Linked DNA regions of Gasterosteus aculeatus: region 2 is linked to region 1. A link is a contact called in public Hi-C data. All regions are on one chromosome and are shown on one strand. Each heading gives the region's core, a stretch centred on a gene start, on an enhancer-like site or on the middle of the called end of the contact. The rest is flanking DNA. Distances are from core to core; before and after follow the strand shown. Region 1 overlaps LOC120824260 (adhesion G protein-coupled receptor D2). Region 2 overlaps LOC120824260 (adhesion G protein-coupled receptor D2).

The links. Hi-C and Micro-C count contacts between places; a contact is called where the count stands out from the background.
Region 2: a contact with region 1 is called in a Hi-C map of skeletal muscle, with 2.5 times the contacts expected there. The contact joins two enhancer-like sites. A contact is called at or near these places in 3 of 6 Hi-C or Micro-C datasets (skeletal muscle and whole body).

The regions. Positions count from the first base shown.
Region 1 is chr8:13,497,347-13,499,905 of fGasAcu3.hap1.1, forward strand. The region is part of intron 19 of LOC120824260 (adhesion G protein-coupled receptor D2); the gene reads left to right. Among protein-coding and RNA genes, the nearest start is that of LOC120824260, 16 kb to the left of the region's middle. Within about 2 kb of position 1,290, at least 1 of the 9 cell types and tissues checked has open chromatin away from gene starts, as enhancers often do.
Region 2 is chr8:13,536,666-13,539,224 of fGasAcu3.hap1.1, forward strand. The region is part of intron 23 of LOC120824260 (adhesion G protein-coupled receptor D2); the gene reads left to right. Among protein-coding and RNA genes, the nearest start is that of LOC120824260, 56 kb to the left of the region's middle. Within about 2 kb of position 1,281, at least 2 of the 9 cell types and tissues checked have open chromatin away from gene starts, as enhancers often do.

The DNA of each region.
Region 1 (2,559 bases), core at 40-2,539:
TCGCTCTCAGTTTGCTCAGCTGTCCACCTGTACGCCTATTTTATTACCTGTCTTGGTCTGTTACCTGTCTGCTAGTCCGTCCGTCTGTGAGCCTTCAAAAAGTTCGAGCTCATCTTGCCTTGTGCGTCCTCTTTTGCATGTAATTACACTTTGCTTATTTGATCCTTTGGTCATGCATGCTGCGCAGGACACAATCAAATTCAGATAGATTCCACAACAAAGAAACCACAGATCCTCTGGTGTGTTTCTTGAGTGTGTTGACGGGGCTTTCGGGTAGCTGTAGGAGGCCCGAGCAGCTGCTTTGGTCTAAAGGGCCACGTAAATGTTTCTTTACGCCTCAACAGGTCAGAACACAAAGGCCCCACGCTGCTCCGGGGACACATTCTGTTGACCCCACTGCTCTCCTGTCCGCATGGGGTGTAGTGTCTTCTCGGGGGAATTTCTATACAATTTTAGGTTATGTGCTCTTTGCTCTGGCGTTGTTTCTGTTCATTCATTAAAATGGGCAGGAAAGCGACATTCAATTATTCTTATTTTGTACAGCCCAAAATTGCAATTTACAAATTTGCCTCAGAGGGCTTTACAGTCTGTGCACATGCAACAACGTCTGTGTCGAAACCCTCACATCAGCACAGGGAAAAATCAAAAATTGAAATGAAAAAGTCCTTTGATTGGGAGAACCCCCCACCCCCCCTCCTCCCATTCCCCTTTTGATGACATTGTCTGCTTTTCGTTCGCCCTGTTCAGCATCAATGCTGATAGAAGGGCTTCTAGTTACAGCTACACAAATTCCTTTTTCAAATTGAATCGTAATGTAAAATGCAAATTCCTACGTTACGGCACCTTGCCAAGAGGAATAATCATAATCAAGGTTATTTTGCGCATCTTTCAATCTTTTGCATTGATCAAAGACTTTGACCCAGAAAATCAATGGATTACTGGTGAGGCCTGCAGCACAGGCCCAGGGCCTCAAAGTTCCAGGGGCCCCGCTTACTTCCATGTAAAAAAGCTAGTGGTGCCTTTTGCCCGTTCTTGCCTCGTAATTTGAGAAAACCTGCTGTTCTTGGTCTGAGATTAATTCTCCCACAGGTTTGCACTGAATTAATGAATCGATGACGTTGACATTATTTTTAAACGAATCCACAACCATGAGACGGATTGCTCTGATATTTAACACCGACATTCATGGTTCCCCTAGGATGAATTGTACACATCTTGATGCTGTAACCTTCCATTTAGTGCGGCCATCTGGTCCCATTACTTAGCCGTGTTGGCATGGTAACGCATTTAATGAATGTGAAAAACATTGTAGCAACTCAACATCAACCTGCTAGCATTGTCAGCATTAGACTTCTCATTACTATTCCCATCCGTTGGCCCTGTAGACGACGGTGTTTCCCTCTTTTAATGCTATCGATCTCTTTTAGACAGTGAGCAGAGTTGCACATGGTCCACTCTTCGTGGCTACTCATGAACATGATGAAATGTGTGAACCGGTAACTATAATGCTTGCCAAAACCTGAGCTGTTAGGCAGGAGATGAAAATAAAAATGCTCAAGTTTTTTAGGAAATTGTTTTTTTTTTTATTTGCAAGCTGTTGTATTTTCCAGGGGGCCAGCCGCAGCAACATAAAGCTTAAGCGGCAAGTCTTTACTGTTAAATCAATAAAGCAGATAATGTTGACAAGCCTTTTCCATTGCACTCCCTCATGCCCGTCCCTCTCCCCTTCGCCCTCCGTCCCGACAGCAGCGTCTGAAGTGCCTCTGCTTTTGTTGTTGCTTCTCTAAATAGAGACCCGAGCAGGCCGCTTTGAGCCAATACACGGTAGACGTCTCTGCTGCGCTGACCTCTGCAACCAGGGCTTTTGATTGTTCCTGGTTTTCCATTAACAAACGGCACATGATGCTCAGTCTCTGTGCCGTAACATCTAGGAAGTACTTGTATCTCTTAAACCTCATCACCACTCCATCACAGGAGTTTTTAAAGTTGTTAAATGTTTGGAATTGACAAAACAAGAAGACACCAGGCTTGCTTTGTTTCTTCACTTCATTTGCATCTGTAGTTAACTAGAGATTGGGTATTATTTTCATGATATTCCCGCGTGTACTGCGGTAAGATTAACAAACCAAAAGAGACTTTTTATCAGAAAGAGGCCAAATAATGTGTGTAGTTTGCCTTAGACAACATGAAAAAGGTGCACAGAGAGTTTTGAGTTGATTTGCTGTCCCTCCGGGTCGAGTCTAACTTTTTAAACTGAGCCGATAGTTTTTATGAAGATCTTCACCATAAATATCGGCATGCCTCATCTGCTTCTTTATCAAGCTAGAGATAAATAGCACGGGGCGGCTGCGTGTGCGAGGGAAGATGGACGGCGGCGGGGGGGGGTGGGGGGGCTCTTTGCGTCGGCCATAAATCGCTCCACCCTTTGTCATCCAATCTCTGGGCAATGTCATTCAAAACCCCCTCACTATCCATTACCTGGGGTATAATAGGCTCTTGGCCATGCAGTGTCCATCTTATTATTAGTCCATAACTTTAAACTATCAATAACTTTGAGCT
Region 2 (2,559 bases), core at 31-2,530, 39 kb after region 1:
CCAGCACTTTTTGTTACGTTTTATTAAAGAATTATATTGGCTTTTAGTTGTTTATAAGGTTTTGTACAATTTTGGAAAAAGATACAGGACATCTATAGCTTAATTTTTATGTTTTTTAAAGTGTTACTTGTTTAAAAACAGCTATGTCCAGATAATTTACAACAGCAAAAAAGCTGTTTGTATCTATAATTTCTGTCCTGGAAATATTCAGTGAAAATGGGATAATTGTCTGAGATATAAAACAAGACCGTCGCTCATTTTTACGTTCACTCCCCTGATAACTTTACAGATCGGAAATCATTTAAGCCTCATTTAGGAAGAAATGTCACAATAAGTAAATCATTACAACTCCATTTAAATCAGAAGACGCGTTGTCCGAAACCAAAACAGCAGATTTTGCTGCTAAATACAGACTAAAAGACCAGATGACCCTTTTCTGCATTCTACCCCGTCTGTCTCTCGGCCTCTTTCACCCTTGGCGGACTGCTCCAACACAACAATGTCCAACTGTCCTGCCGCCGACGTGATCGAAGCTGACTGCTCTCCACCCAGCTTTGTTTTTCTTTTCAGCCGTTGGGTGGTCCGTGTCTCTCGCTCTCTTGTCGAGTTCACAACGCCTGTTTCTATTTGAGCGCTACGGGACTCCAGCATGAGTCCGAAACTCAATACCAGAGTATACACAATTAAGTTCACACCAGAGGTTATTGAATAGAAGTGTGGTCTCATTCCAAAAAGTGTTTGAGACAGTCAAAAGATTGCAGGGTGAGTGTTTGTGTGTGGCTGGTTAGTTGGTCACGGATAACTAAATGATGTGGGACATTTGTCCTCAGCTCAGGATGCTTCGTAGAGACTCATTATTTACTTTACTTGGGAAGTAATGGCAGGTAAACCAACCGCTTTACATGATAAGTCCTTTTTTAACTCAATCGGATGTACTTTTGAATGTTATCATAATATATTATTACACAATATTTTTAAATGATTCACACTTTATTCAGTCTAAATTTGAAACGTGACGCTTTTTAATAGACCAAACCCTAAAGTATGCACAGGCTCCTGTGGTCTGCTGCGTTGGACATATCCCTGCGTTCACCCTGCTGGAATCACCTCCGCTGACCTTTCCAGCCTGTTGAGTGTTTCAGCGTTGGACCCGTTAGCCACGGCTCCCATGGAGGACCATTCACACGCGATTGGGAGTCCCACGGCAGGCCAGCTGGAACCTTCAATCCGCCCTGCCCAGACACGCATGCAGATACGCATTCTCCACGGAGCCACCACTGGCCAGCCAGCCTGTCAGTCATTCAGTGGGAGGGTCAATGTGTGCGTGTGTGTGTGTGCGTTGGGGGGTGTTGTCGGGGCTTCCTGTTTTGGCCTGTGTGCTTTAGTCCTTCCTGGCAGGAGGACTGCTGGTGTCATGTCTGTCAGCTACGGGACTAGCAGCAAGACACGTCAAATAAACATGCCTTTAATCATATGTCATGTTGAAAACGTATTAAATCTCTTATCATTTAGTTGCCTGGGTTCAGGTTTTTAGCCAAGAGCATTTGTTCTCAAAAGCTCCACGTAGTAATCCAGACTGATGATCCTGGTTAGCAGATCTTTAAACCAATGTTATATTAATGTTTTATTCTCTATCTTATGTTGATTAAAATTCCCCCATTGGAGAGGTTTCTGGACAAACAATAAAACACGGTTCTCGACATGTTTCCAGCATTTCCATCATGTTAGTGAGGACAAAATTAACTTCCTCTTATTCCAACTTGTATTAAAGTTGTATACATTATTAGCGAATATCAGTTATCCACAGTATTGTAAAGGGATGTATGAGATCTGTCATTGTCAAAATTATTCTTTTTGAATGGGACACGCATGCTATAAATATTTTATTTAAATTGTTTGCTAAAAATAAGAGTAGTCTCTATCTGGCATAATGTTGCATCAAGAAAAATCTGGAAAAATGACGCATGGCAGATCGGCTGCTTACATTCTGTAAAACCAGCATTGGACGGTTATAAAATAAATGAGAGTCCCAGTGCACATCAAACCGTCGATTTGATTTATTATTCTGCACAGATTCTTCTGCACATCAACAGGCATGTTTGCAAGAAATTGTGGATCACTTAAAACTTCTCACTTCGCTTATTACCCCCTTCTGACCGTCTGTTCCTGCCAGTCTTTCGCCTGAATATCATCTTTTTTTAAACAAGGCTGGCTGGCTGCAGCTTCATATTTTTATTCATAATAGCCTACAGGTACATGTGTGGCTGCGATGAGCAACGTGACACAAGGAGCTCTGTGATTAAAGAAGGGAATCACCGCCTCAAATGCGCACACCCTTCAAAACATCTCCTCTCCGATCCCGCCCAGTGTCCAAGTGCGCAAAGTGAGCCCATGTGTGGTCATTTTCTCCAGTGTGCAGAATGTAATCTGTAGCTTTTTTTTTTTTTTAAACCATCAGCTCGTTTTGCCGTCCTATACCATGGTTTCTCTCCCCTCCTCTTACCTCTGTGTCTCTCGAAGGGCAAACGTTACGCACTCTTGGTTTTGTGGAGAAAAGAG